Linked DNA regions of Mus musculus: all the other regions are linked to region 1. A link is a contact called in public HiCAR-type and HiChIP or PLAC-seq data. All regions are on one chromosome and are shown on one strand. The core of a region is the stretch at or near the end of the contact, and the rest is flanking DNA. Distances in the headings are between cores, read along the strand shown.

The links. HiCAR-type assays count read pairs that join an accessible place to other places. HiChIP or PLAC-seq counts read pairs in DNA pulled down with a chosen protein or histone mark.
Region 2: a contact with region 1 is called in a HiCAR-type map of astrocytes, with 4 times the contacts expected there. The contact joins the enhancer-like site here to the promoter of Mid1ip1 in region 1. A contact is called at or near these places in 5 of 39 promoter capture datasets (the 3T3-L1 cell line, 3T3-L1-derived adipocytes, hippocampal neurons and 1 more), 1 of 484 Hi-C or Micro-C datasets (the HL-1 cell line) and 5 of 115 datasets of contacts at active chromatin or transcription factors (astrocytes, kidney, large pre-B cells and 1 more).
Region 3: an H3K4me3 HiChIP or PLAC-seq map of intestinal crypt epithelium shows a contact between it and region 1, with 8 times the contacts expected there. The contact joins the enhancer-like site here to the promoter of Mid1ip1 in region 1. A contact is called at or near these places in 5 of 39 promoter capture datasets (the 3T3-L1 cell line, cranial neural crest, neutrophils and 1 more) and 9 of 115 datasets of contacts at active chromatin or transcription factors (the SCID.adh cell line, astrocytes, bone marrow-derived macrophages and 6 more).

The regions. Positions count from the first base shown.
Region 1 is chrX:10,715,562-10,720,266 of GRCm38.p6, reverse strand. Mid1ip1 (Mid1 interacting protein 1 (gastrulation specific G12-like (zebrafish))) reads right to left here and starts at 2,902. Exons shown (of 2, transcript NM_026524.4): 1 at 2,563-2,902; 2 at 565-2,280. The coding sequence starts at 2,037. The coding sequence ends at 1,489.
Region 2 is chrX:11,155,569-11,160,273 of GRCm38.p6, reverse strand. No RefSeq gene overlaps it. Among named protein-coding and RNA genes, the nearest start is that of H2al1a, 140 kb to the left of the region's middle. Within about 2 kb of position 2,288, at least 17 of the 459 cell types and tissues checked have an H3K27ac peak or open chromatin away from gene starts, as enhancers often do. A contact at or near this core is called in astrocytes and stem cell-derived neural progenitor cells, where this site is marked.
Region 3 is chrX:11,112,054-11,116,758 of GRCm38.p6, reverse strand. No RefSeq gene overlaps it. Among named protein-coding and RNA genes, the nearest start is that of Gm39494, 120 kb to the right of the region's middle. Within about 2 kb of position 2,663, at least 3 of the 459 cell types and tissues checked have an H3K27ac peak or open chromatin away from gene starts, as enhancers often do. A contact at or near this core is called in intestinal crypt epithelium, where this site is marked.

The DNA.
Region 1 (4,705 bases), core at 1,653-4,152:
GGCAGCCTTGATCAGATCTGCTATCCACAAATGCTGAATGGGTCACTGAAAATCTAGACAATGCTTGGGGACTCCTGATGAAGGGCACTGCTTATATTTATGCTATAACCTTTTAAAATATCGACCATGATTTCCATATAATATTTTTATATAAAGACCTGCAAGATGAGTGCATTGCTATTAGATGGGATTTTTTTTTCTTTTGATGTTGTTAATTTTTCACTTCTCCATAGTCAAGGGAAATTTAGAGTCTTGGCTTCAAAACACTTCCACTAACTAAATATTGCTATAAGCTAGCCAAATTGGCTGAAAGACACTCTATGTAGTTTCACAGATCCTTGCAATATTTATTAACTTCTTCTTGGGATATTTGATCCCATCTTGAAAATGAACTGTTAGAAAGCTTCCCTAGTAGCTACTTGTCAAAAGGAAATAGTTGTAGAGATGACTAGCCACCACCTGGAAATATCAGAGAAAAATAACACTTAATGTCAGGGAAATAAAGGACACGTCTTTTTAATGATTTGGCCACTCATTGGTGGATTAAAGAGCAACACACACTTGTCCAGTTTTGTTAACACATCTGCGTTTTTATTTTTTAGAATATAGTCTACATCTGGATTAAAAAAAGTTTTAAATAAACAAGACATATAACAACAGTGGAGCCCTTCATCATTCTCCATACGATACAGATATAATGTCAGCTGGTTCCACTTTAGATAAATCCACTTTCTCATAATAATGTTAATTATTTTCGCTAGCCGAGTGGCAAGCTTCATCCTAGCTGGCACATCGCCAGTTTACACACACGGGCGGGGGAGGGGTGGCGTGAAAGGGATAGGGTGCCACAGGACTACTGTACAGTGTAACAGAAAATCATTAATAAAGTAGTACCGGTTACCAACAGTGCTGTTTGTGCGCTTATCACAATGGAATCGACGAAGTTTCAAAGCAAAGAGATCTGAAAGACTTAAGACAGGGTCACTGTTACAAAAAGAAATAGTGCAAACAGGAAAACTGACGCAATCCTAGCAACGCCAAGGCCTCCTCTGGCAGCTCAAGGCAGGGCAGCAGGAGGCTGAGCCCCGCCTCCCCCAAGCACCCGGCTAGAAGCTGCCCTCCCATGTGTGGCAACCCAGCACTGTGCCCTGGCATGGCCCTTTCTCAGGCCCTTCTCTTCCGGAAAGAAAAACAGAAAAGAAACCCCAAGAAAGGCACAGGCTGAATGAAGGACATCGGCCCAGTTCCATTCCCACCAACACAGAGTAGGCCCCCTCCGGGGGTCTTTGAACCCCCCTCTCTGGCGACTACTTTCCTCTGCTCTCGCGATGAGGCCCTCTTCTCCACACTAACCCCACCAAGTACACAGCCCAACTTTACAGTGTGCCCTTCGCGCCCCACAACCAGGAAGAAAATAGCTTGGAGGAAAGAGAGGGGTGGTAGAGCCGACCCGAGAGAGGGTGCTGGGCAGCGGGGACAGCCCCCGCCTCAGTGGCCCCAATTACTGAAGCCGATCTCCTGCTTGTATCTATTGGTGAGGATGTTGGCTTTTCGGGTGAGTTTGGAGAGCACGGTGTGCAGCCCGCGCAGGTGGTAGTGGAACTGCTGCTCCAGATCTTCCTCGCCCGCATCCGCGCTCTCCAAGTGACTCAGGCCCACCAGGATGTCCTTGGGCTTCCAGGTGCTCTCCTCGCTCCCGGCCGGCGGAGACGAAGGCTGGTGCAGGACTCCCCACTCGATATCATTGCGGATGGACTTGAGCAGCACGTAGTGGCTGTACATGTCCCGGGAGGGCGCGAAAAAGCTTTCATTGGCGCTGCCCGGGCTTGGGGCCGGGGTCGTGCGCTCCTCCAGGCAGCCGCCACTGCCGCCTACCTCCACGCTGACCTCGTCTATCTCCGGCTCGGACAGGGGTACGTCGCGCAGCAGACTGGGCACCATCACCGTCTGGTCCATGTTGTTCACCGCGCCAATGAAGCGATTCATGGCGTTAAAGAGCGAGTGCTTCTGGTTATATGTGTCGCAGATTTGCATCATGGTGGCCGAGCGGGCGCGGAAACACAGGGACGCTGGTACACGGAGATAGACCGCTGGCGATGCCGCCTTCAAGCGCTCTCAGAGGCTGATGCCGGGAGCCTGCTTGAAGCCGGTGTGACGGGATTCCCAGATCCTTCTCCGCCCTCTCTAACTTGCTTCTTTCTCAGCTCAGCCCTTCGTGAGGCCCGGCTGCTCTTATCTTTGGCTCAGGATTGACGGTGGGTGGCTGGGTCTAGCCTTTTTCTGCTTGGGAGACAGAGACGAAAAGAACAAATTACCCACCCGGTTAGGATGCCCGGCATCCGGTCCGCGCGATGCTCCCACCCTGACCAAGGCTGGCCAGAGAAGGCACAAGGGTGGTTCCTTGGGACCAGCCGGTATCACCTCCTCCAATACTAGCAGAAGACCTTTGAAAAAAAAGGAGAAAAAAATCTCCCCCATCCCGGACTCTCTGGTTTCTCCCTTCTAAAACCTAAGCGAAAGCAACCATATTAGCCCGGGCTGCCAAAGGGCGGGGACACCCACCTCTTGCACTGCGAAATCCCCTGGTTCTCAGTGCTTGCGTTGCGGACGGTGGCTGCCCAAGGGCGCTGCTGCGGTCACTGATCGGACTGTGAGTAAGGGCGACTGTGGTTGCTCCGGCCCCCTGCCCATTCCAGGTGCTCAATTTATAGTCCGGGAAAGGTGTCCCAGGCGCCCAGGACCACCCCTGATGTCTCCTCCTCCTACCTCCTCCAGCAGCACAGATAAAAGGTCCCAGCCCTGACCGCGAGTAACACTCGCCCAACCCTTTCTACCGCGGGGGCGGGGCACGCCGGGTGGCTCCGCCTCTCGCCTGATACCCGGGCTAAGGCAGGGCGGCCCAGCAGGGCAAGGCAGGGTAGGGCTGGGAGGATGGAGCGGCCGCACCCCAGCACCAAACCCAGAACAAGCTGTTTGGGGGAGGGAGGGCGAGGCACTGAGCCCAAGGAGCCGCCGTCCAAACCAGAGGGCGGACTGGCGCGCGCGGGCTGGGCGGGCTTGGCGCGCACTCTCCGGGTGGGATGACCGGAATGCTTGTGTGTCCGGGTTGCAAAAGAGCCCCTCAATCCTGAACCTAGAGTGACTGCAGTCCGGAAATTTAGCCTCGATTTATTATTAGACGTCGGGTAAGAGGGATTCACAGCTGCCCTGACTCCATACTTGGGAATCTTATGTAAGAAGAGTTAGCAGGACATGCCGGATGCACGTGGACATGGGGTGCTCCCTCCACGGCCCAGGTCGTGGTCAGCTGCAGGGGGATGGGAACACTGAGGCATTTGCTTCCCTCCTGGCGGGGTCTTTCCTACTACTGCTGCCAGGTATGAAGAGCACCCTGGTCATCTGATCTATAGTTTTGTGTCCCCCACCAAGAGATAAGAGCATGGCAATGGAGTGTGAACTTGGGCCTTGTGGCCCTTTTGGCTATCAAAAAGACTAGGAGAAGGTGGCAGAAGTTAGGACTGGTGTTGGGTATATCTTATCATTTAAAGAAAAAAAATGGGAGTATACCCAATAACTTTCTGGAGTGTGTGTCAAGTGCTCCTTTCAAAAGATAGTTCTTAAGCAAGGGTTACTTAATAAGCCTAAGCTGTGTACCATAGCCCTGGATCTACCTTTCAAGTTTTACACTTGAAACTCCTCTTTCAGGTTCCCAGCCCTGAGCCCATACTCATTTCCCATCTCATTTCCTTTGCCACATCCCTCAACCTCCAGTCAGCTCTTCCATTCCTCCAGATAAGATGACTCAGGCTTCTAATTTTAAATTTCTTCCCACTAAAGTCTTCGGGGGGAAGTTTTAGTATGGCATTCCCCTGCAAGACAAAAAAGCGCCCCAAACAAGGAGAGACACTTATGCATGTGGGTTTGTTTGTTTGTTTGTTTTTTCTTGAAGGACTGGTACTGTCTACCGAAAATCATGTCTCTTTTCAATTTTGAAGGGAACAAGAGCTGATAACAGACAGAAAAGTCATTGGTAACTCTAGAACCCAGACTGGCAAATCTCCATCTCCCTCTGGTTTACTGGTTCTAGATCATAACCCATGCTTCCAATGCTTTCTTATGTATGTATGTATGTATGTATGTATGTATGTATGTATGTATGTATGGAGACACAGTCCCAGCCAGCCAGCCAGCTTGATTTGGAACGACAGCTACTCATCCTTCTGATTCAGTGTCCCATGTTCTTTTAAACATGAAATAATGTTTGTTATCTGCCCCGTGGAGCTAAGGAGATCAGTGGAAAGAAGAATGTAGATGGGAAACATGCATTGTGTAAACCTGACACATAACAATAACCTCAGCCTTTCTCTTCTTATGCCCAGATTTGAAAACTTTTCCACCCTCTGTTTGTCAACAAAATGGAGTGTCTCCCATGAGAGAAAAATTTCCAGTGTTGCTTTAGCAATAAAAAGGAACTTCTTCTTGGGCTATGGCAAAGGGTTCTATTAGGGTTCAATGAGGTATCGGCGGTAAAACTCTTCACTGTGTACACTGTAAAGTACTTAGGGCTTCATCACAGTTTAGAGGCATTTTCTGCCAAGAGTCTGAACCCTTAAAAATAGGGAAATAGGCTAAGATGAACCAGAGAGGACCTCACCCTCACCTTTACCACTTCTTCTGCACAGAGGTGTTCAAAACAGTCCAGGCT
Region 2 (4,705 bases), core at 1,039-3,538, 440 kb before region 1:
AACACTGAATACTAATTTTAATAGAAGTCTTTGGTTTGAGATTTTAAAATGTGTCCCTGGAATCTTTTTTTTTTTTTTCAGCAGCATTACACCTGGGGATTTAGTAAAACAAGGCAGTTGGTGGAAGTGAGGATCTTAGATTGCTTAGATGCCACTGGTAGGACATCTAACAGGGATGATGGTCTTGGCTAAAGTTGATAGAGATGTAGACAAGCAAGCAAAGTGTAATCTAAAGCTCTTTTCTGAATGGCTGTGGCAGACTAGACTTGGGAAATGAAGGGACGTATCTGGTTATGCCTGTTTTCCAGGTAAGTGTTAAGCTCAATCTGTGACTGGGGTAGATATCAAATCCACCTTGAGCATTTGGGTCATTGTAGGTCGAAATGACCTGTTGCTTCTGGAAAACTTCGTGGTTTATAGAAATCAGATAATCGTTCATCCATTCATTCCATAATCAGTGAGAGGGGCTGGGAATGTAAATATAGAACTGTACTGGCTAGTTTTGTGTCAACTTGACACAGATGGAGTTATCACAGAGAAAGGAGCTTCAGTTGAGGAAATGCCTCCATGAGATCCAACTGTAAGGCATTTTCTCAGTTAGTGATCAAGGGGGAAAGGCTCCTTGTGGGTGGGACCATCTCTGGGCTGGTAGTCTCGGTTCTAAGAGAGCAGGGTGAGCAAGACAGGGGAAGCAAGCCAGTAAAGAATATCCCTCCATGGCCTCTGCATCGGCTCCTGCTTCCTGGCCTGCTTGAGTTCCAGTCCTGACTTCCTTGGTGATGAACAGCAGTATGGAAGTGTAAGCCGAATACACCCTTTCCTCCTCAAGTGCTTCTTGGTCATGATGTTTGTGCAGGAATAGAAACCCTGACTAAGACAAGAACCATCCCAGCCCTTGATCTAAAATGCTTCACCACCTGTCTTACAGATTACAGCAGGAGAAGGTACTTGTGTGCCTCCCAAAAGAGCTGCATTGCATTGTTGTTGTGAGGCTATCTACTCCTTGCCCCGTAGGCTCTAAGTTCTCTCCATTTCTCCTGTGCCAACAGTAGCTGCCCTCAGCCTCTTGCCACAGTGCAGACACATAGAAAGATGCCAAATCTTGTCTTTGCCCTAGTTACGTATGTGCTTACTCCCCTGGGACTCAAACCTGAAACACTGGATGCTTATGGGAGCTTGGAGAGAAAAATGGAAAAGGCTTTTTTCTTTTTCTTTTCTTATTCTCTCTCTCTCTCTCTCTCTCTCTCTCTCTCTCTCTCTCTCTCTCTCCCTCCCTCCCTCCCTCCCTCATCCCTCCCTCCCTCTCTCCCTCCCCCACCCTCTCTCTCTCTTTCTTTCTTTCTTTCTTTCTTTCTTTCTTTCTTTCTTTCTTTCTTTCTTTCTTTCCTTCCTTCCTTCCTTTCTATTGCCCTTGTGAGCCACTCTAAAATGTTTTCTTTCTATTTAGAGTCCTCAATCTGCTCTAGTCTGCTTGAGAAAGAAGTAGAACAAAGTAGGCTTTTGTGTTGGTTCCAGATGACCAATGAGAATGAGCTCAAACTGTAAAATAATACAATCTCTGTTGGGCATGCTCAGTCTGATGGCTAGCCAAGGACTATTTAACAAAGCACGAAAGGTTTTAGGGATCTGTAAACTGCAGGCCAAAAGTTTTATAGAAGAACCCACAAGAATTGCACAAGTAAGCTGCCTTCCTTCCCCCTTTTGGCTCCCAAGGCTTCATACTCTGTGTGCTGCAGGGTTGCCTTGGTGAAGGACAACGGGGGTGCAGCTGAAGAAAACACTTGTTGGAAAATGGTCCCTTTGTATTTTCAAGTAAACAAGGTTGCTACAGAAAAGGCCCAATTTTGTCTTCTCAAAATATACACGAGTAGATGTGGAAAAAGGATAGGAGTGGCGATGAAAAAAAAAGATTAGAAGTTATATACTGATATTTGGATTTTCTCTCCCCTTTGGGTTTTTCTTTTCATTGCCAAATAACAGACATCAAAAAAGGAATTGCCCTGACAAAGGCAGGTTCTCTCTCTCCCTCTCTCTTGCTTTCCCCTCTGTAACTTAAATTTTTTCAAATGTCTATTTTTAATTATGGTTCTTAAATGCTTTAACCTCCCTTGTAGCCCACCGTCCACCAGAGGTAGTGGAAAGGAAAGGATACGTGGGGGGAGTGGACCTGTTTAGAAAGGTTCTTTGGAACAACTCAACATCTGTGTTGTCTGGTTAGCATCACTGGTGGCATGACCTAGCAGGAACAGCCAGGCTTCAGCCTTGGCACAAGTCAGCAGCAGGAAGGACCTGGAGGGACACCAGGAGAAGTTCTTGGCTGTGTATCTCTCAGCGAAGCACAGATGTGAGACCTACAAGCCTTGCACAGCTAACTCTATAATTAAGCCTAGCTCAGCCTCTGCCACTGTCCATCGAGTCCTTTTTATACTTTCTCCAAATGTCACATGACCTCCACAGGTCTTGCCTCAGCACCTTCATCTGTCTCAGCTGACATCACTCTGCCAATCAGTCTGCAAAAGCGGCAAGAATGCCAGCACACCACCAGATGGTTTTTGGTGTGTTTTTCTATGGAGTCCCAACAAATGCAGCTCAACTACCCCATGTAAGGTGGACCAATACATGTGTGCTATTAGCAACGAATCCTTCCTTACATGTCCTTTCACGGGCTTGCTTTAGCAGAACATCCTCTCTCCTGGGTCTGTCTCAGCAAAACAGGTTTGCCTTAGTCTTTCACCTGTGTCCACTTTCTTCATGTTTTTGCCCCACAAAAACACCATCTAACTGGCTTTCTAAAGAACCCTTAAGTTTCTTCTTCACCACTCTTTCTCTTTCTCATTCTCTTTTCTCTTTCTCTCCTTTCTCTTTCTCTCATTATCTCTCTCCCTTTCTCCTCCCTTTTCTCTTCTATTCCTCCCTTTTCCTCTCTCTCTCTCTCTCATTCTGTTCTTCTCTCCTCTCTTCATCTCTCCCTCTTCTCTCTTGCCTCTCCTCTTGTCTGTCTATTTGTTTATCTATCTGTCTGTCTCTGGGTATGAGGAGACAGAGGCAAACATTTATAATTCAAAGATTTTAAGAGAAATAAGTGGAAGAGAGGTAGGCACTGAATATTTGAAATACATTGAAGACGAGGACCCAAATCCTGTAGGTCCTGCTGTGATATGAAACCTGACCTCTTATCCCACATCTGATGACCTTTTAGGGTACAGACAGCTAATAAAACTGCTTTACAATGGTAGGTATTCTGTTGTGCATCATTCAAAACAGACTGTGATATAATATATATATATATAGTAGCTGGAGTTTCAACTGCAGGGGACCACCATTTGTCTAATGGAGACGTCCTGACCTACATGTGCTCAGCTGAAATCCCACCACCTTTCAGGGGAGGCTACTGAAAGCCCACCATTGAACGCATTTCACTCCACATGAGAAGCTTTCCCTATAACTGCTCTATAGTGAACAGCAGAGTGAGAGTTTCTCTGTGAAAGGAGTGACCTATTGAATAGTCTGCAGTGGGCTGCCTGCACACCTGCAGCAGATGCTGTCAGCATGTCACCCATGTCCCACTGTTCTTACACTTTGGGCATGCCAGAATGCCATCTCTGCCAAATGCCAGCAGATGCACTTCCAAGTCTATTAGTTTTCTTTTGTCATTAGAGCCCACTTTGCAGCCCATGTGGCCAGGCAGAAGAGCCAGAAATCGGATTCCTTCCGACTATCCCTTGATAAATAGCTAATCAGAGTTGGTAAATAAATATCCTGAGCTTCCTCACCCCTCAGATGGGATAACTCAGAGGCATATGTTCGATACTGGCTCCTAGCATTTTCCCTGTAGATTTAAGCTGAAGTTGCCAAGAGTAGAATTGCCTTGCTATTCTTTTTACCTGCTGGCCTTCCTAGGAGTCGCTTATTTACTCTTCCTGGTGCTTCCTTCATCTCTTCCTCGTACTACATGAACTTAAACCCTGGCTTAAAGGAAAACCTAAGTGAGAACGAGACTAAAACCAAAGAATGTTGGACGCTAGAGCCAGTGTCCATAGGCAGCCCTAAGTTAAACATCTACAAAAGCTTCTCCAAGTTCAAGCCATGAGAATTTGGTCTTTGGAAATTTGAAATTTTCCTCAATATTCTAAGGAGGAAGGTGATTAGAACAGAGACTGGGGGATTTAAAAGGCTACAGGTTGCATAAGCTGAATTTGTGCTTTCCTTTTAAAGTTAATCAATGCCCATGGAAGCAACAGAGTGTGTTGTTAAACTTGTGTTCTTATGACAAGTCATAGGAAGGTCAGCTAATATGTCTCTGTCTCAAAGTTTCTGGTGGCAAAATCTGTTTATAAAAGAACTCAGAAACTGTCATTGGCATAGCTTGTTGTGTAATTTCAAGGGATTTCTCATTGAATACCAACAGCCTTGGTTTAAGAGCCAGGGCAAAGGAATATGGCTCAGCTTGTCCCTAACAGCCATAACATCTTTCAAGAGCCTATGTAGCAGGCTGGAGAAATAGATCAATGGCAAAGAGCCCTTGCTGCTTTTACAAAGAAGTTGTTTGTCTCCCAGCACCCATGCCAGGCAGCTCACAACCACGTCTCATCCCAGCTCCACAGCACTTACTGCCCTCTTTTGGATTTTACATACATGAGCACTATCCACAAATATAGACATCAATAAAAATAATTTCGATCTTTTAAAGAGTGTATGGAGGCCT
Region 3 (4,705 bases), core at 1,414-3,913, 400 kb before region 1:
GTGTCACAGTGGAGTCAGGCTTTGAGGTTTCAAGCTACACCCAGTGTGACACACAGTCCCTTTCTGCTGACTTCAGATCAAGATGTAGAACTCTCAGCACATCCTCCAGCACCATATATGCCTGGACGCTGCCATGCTTCCTGCCATGATGATAATGGGCTAAACCTCTGAACTGTAAGCCAGCCCCAATTAAATGTTGTCTCTTCATGTCAATTAAAAACCTCAGCTAAGACACCATGGTCATGGATTGTTGCAGTTCAACACAATAAACTCTTGCCAAAATGATTTATAGGTGTAACGTGGTAACCAATCAAGAAGCCAGGAGGATTTATGTGCATGTCGACAAGTGGTTTCTACAATTTATATGGAAAGGCAAAAGCATCAGAAGAGCTAAAACACATGTGAAAAATAATAAAGAATAAGTAAAACACATTACTTGATTTTTAAGACTTACTCTGTAGCTGGGAGGCCCTATCCCTAGATGAGGGGTTATAGGCAGTTAATGACTCCTGGAGAGAGGGTGTCATTTTTCCTCAGTGGTGTGGCCACTGGTACACTTGCCATGATCCAATAAATAACCTCATAACATGCGCATGCAGGCAGCTCTAATTAAACTCAATAGGTTACAAATAATGATAATAATAATAACAATAGACATGAATGTAGGAGGGGAAGGCCTTACTGAGATGACGCATGCGTGAGGCAGTAGAAGGAAAATAAAGGAGTGGAGACAATTTTTGTGTATTTGGGTGCATGTGTGTGAAATTGTCAAAGAAGAAATTAAAATTGTTTTGCTTTTTATTTTTTCCAAGAAGATGTGTTGGATAGTAGTGGCACACACCTTTAATCCTAGCACTAAGGAGTCAGGTGGATCTCTGAATTTGAGGCCAGCCTTGTCTACAGAGTGAGTTCCAAAAAAAAAAAAAAAAAAAAAAAAAAAAAGCCAATGCTACACAGAGAAACCCTGTCTCAGGAAAAAAAAAAAAAGATTTAACTCTGTAGCTTCAGAGATGGAAAGCTGTAAATGTTAGGTCTGGTTCTACATTTTGGCCCCATGCTCTAAGAAATTAGACTCAGATTCAAAATATATTTACAAATACTTTAGCCATATAGCTAGACTCTTTTCTGACTGGATATAACTTGAAATATTCCATTTATCTTTACTTACATTCTGCCACCTGCCTGGTTACCTGTGCTTAAGTACCATGCATCTGTCTCCTTACATCTTTGCAGGTGAATCTCCCCATCGTCTGGCTCCACCCCTGGATTCTTTCTGCCTCCCAGATGTCCCACACCTCATTTCCTATAGGCCATAGGTTTTTAATTGACAGGTCATGCATCCATACAATATACAAGATATTCTCTCTACAGAAAGCAAAGGAATATAGAGACAGACCAATGGGGAAAGCACCTAGAAATAAACTTAGTAGCACAGGCAACTGATTTTTGATGAGGTTTCAAGGAGTGAGCACTGCTCCTGCTTGGCATTGGTGCTCCATGGGCTCTTCAGCTCTTTTGTTGTGAAGTCTGGGAAGGAGGTAACTCTCCCCCACTGGCCATTTAGAATCCCTGGCCTTCTGGGTTCAGCCAACAGAGAGGAGCAGACTCCGATAGACTCACCCACGCAATATGGTTTCATATCACTAATGGTCAGGTCTCCTTTTCTTGATCCGTCGAAAAGTGAAAGTGGAGAACTGTGACTATGTTCTCCCAGAGCTGGTAGCACAACTTCAGCTTTTGGCTGTTGTCCTGACATGTATGGGAAATGTCCATAGGCTTTCCCTTATGATGCCTAGTCAGCATGGTGGTCATACAGGAAGGTCATAACGGCCAATGTAATACATTGCCTGCTCTACTTATTGCCTATAAGTTTTGCCCTTCCATTGACCAGGAACTGAACGAAATCAACAAAAGCAGCCAGGCACAATGGCAGACCAAGGCAAGAAGCCTCATGTGGTTACATGAGGTACTCATCAGCAGATGTCCTGAGTCTAGGATACTGGTCTTAACGCAACTGGTGGCTTGCACCTATTTCTAATAAATATGTATTTGGGGGCTAGAGTTGAAATGAGCTCAGTTGTATCCTCTTCTGAGTTCACATGTTGATGTTCTGATCTCCTGCCCTGGCTAGTGTTTATGGCAACTTGACACAAGCTAGAGACATTTGGGAAGAAAGAATCCCAATTGAGAAAACGCCCCAACCAGACAGGTATGTGCTTAAGCCTGTAGAGCATTGTCTTAATTACTAATTGACATGGGCGAGCCCAGCCCCAAACATTTTCCCTTCAGCAGTTGCTACCCCCAGTATCCTTCCAGCCTGCTTGCTCTCCTCTGCCCTACAGGGACAGCCATAGTTAATACTTGAGTGGCTGCCATGGATCCTGCTAAAAGGGACCTTCCCTCACTGTCAGCTGTAGGCTCCTAGCAGCCACGGGGGCAGAGCCTTCTCTTCTCCTCTGGAACCAGTCGCTTTCCTTTCCCCTGAGAGTACACCTGCCTGGCACTTCCTGCAATGGGGAAGGGAGCTGTTTTTAGCACGTGTACCCTTTCTTCTACTTCTTCTGTCTATCTTTCTCCCTAAATAAGCAAAGGCAGTTCCTTCAACACCAGGAGCAAAGAAGGAGGGGGCTGAGAAAAGAAAACCTCAGAGTGTTACACATACCAGTGGGCGTATTTTATGGAAAGCAGCCGACAATCAGTGTTTGCAGACGCCTTTTATTTTATATTATTTCCTCATCTGTTCAGCTTTCTTGGGCAAGAGCCAGAAAGTTAATATTCTCTGTCAAAGTCGGCCTTTTATCTGTCAGGTTCAAAATGAAACTGAGATGCTGGGGTTTGAAAGTGTCTCAAGCAACAAGCAAACCCACCTCAGCAGCACTGGCCCAAGGTCAGTAGCTGGGATACCACCCGCCCAACGGCAGTTCCTTCTGAGCAGCTTATAGTGGGGTTTTTGGTTAAAGGTGGCTGCGATTCTTTGACCAGAATGTGAGCCATTATGGGAATCTCTGGCTGGCCACAGCCCTTTGGTGTTAGAGAGCATCACCCTGGTGCCACCGGTCAGCCATGTTACTTCACAGGTCACCACAGATCATCCTAAGGGTGGCTGGCATCTGGGTTAGTCAAAGGAAGCTGTTGACAGAGCAGGCTTGGGGAGGCATTCTGGTGGGGCTAAGCCGTGTCTGAGACCTCACTGTGATTCTGATAGAACTTATTGATTAGTAGTCTGAACAGAATTGTAATGGTTTTATACCATGCTTCCAGGTTCTTTAGAGCAACACCTGCCCCCCCAAAATCAGATTCTATTTCTTCTCCCCTTCATTATGAATTGGTTTTCATGATTCAACCTGAGTATGAGTGTATACATACAACCGTGTATGTACTCTCTCCCTCTCCCTCTCCCTCTCCCTCTCCCTCTCCCTCTCCCTCTCCCTCTCCCTCTCCCTCTCCCTCTCCCTCTCCCTCTCCCTCTCCCTCTCCCTCTCCCTCTCCCTGTCCCTGTCCCTGTCCCTGTCCCTCTCCCTCTCCCTCTCCCTGTCCCTGTCCCTGTCCCTGTCCCTGTCCCTCTCCCTCTCCCTCTCCCTGTCCCTGTCCCTGTCCCTCTCCCTCTCCCTCTCCCTGTCCCTGTCCCTGTCCCTCTCCCTGTCCCTGTCCCTGTCCCTGTCCCTGTCCCTGTCCCTGTCCCTGTCCCTCTCCCTCTCCCTCTCCCTCTCCCTCTCCCTCTCCCTCTCTCTCTCTCTCTCTCTCTCTCTCTCTCTCTCTGTGTGTGTGTGTGTTGGGTTGGGAGATGTGCTTGTATTTGCCTGTGCAGCATATGGAGCCCAGAACGTAACCTCTGGAGTTTGTTCTCAGGCACCTGTCTGTCTACCTTGGTTTTTGAAACAGAGTCTCTCTTTCTCACTGCCCTGGAATTTCCAGATTACAGCTCACACTGACTACCAATGAGCTGCAGCAAGCCTCCTGTCTTTTCCTAGGCTTTTCCTCCTAGTGTTGGAATTACAAACACAAGTGACCATACCCGACTTTTTAAAAATGTGCTCTAGAGATACAATTCAGGCTCTCCTCTCCATTTCCCCCACCACAAATCACTTATAAAACGTAAGTAAAGTTAAAAAAAAGGTGTGTGTGTGTGTGTGTGTGGGTAGCATGTGATTTTCCAGGTTAGATTATCAAAGTAATATGGCCTCTACTGTGTTTCCTCTCTGGGGACACTCATCTCAGGAGCCTTGGGAGTCATGTGAGAATACCAGCTGTTCTCAGGATACCCTGCTGTGAAGCCAGGTGTGCTGGCGCACGCCTTTCATCCCAGCACTCGGGAGGCAGAGGCAGGCCGATTTCTGAGTTCAAGGCCAGCCTGCTCTACAAAGTGAGTTCCAGGACAGCCAGGGATACACAGAGAAACCCTGTCTCGACCCCCATTCCCCCCCCAAAAAAAAACCAAAAACCAAAAACAAACAAAAAAAAAAACAACAAAAAAAGATACCCTGTTGTGGGGCTGTGTGGAGAGACAGAGACCCAAGCCTCCTTTGTGGCAGCCCTAGCTGTTTGAGTCTTCTCGTTGGAGAGAAGGTATCCTAGATATGTGCCCCAACCTCCCGTCCTCTGAGGTCCTCTTATACAGTGTATAAGACTACAAGTAAAAGGCACATCACTGAGTTCAATCTTTTCAGAAATATAAGTGCTAATGATAAAAATTATTAACCCCATG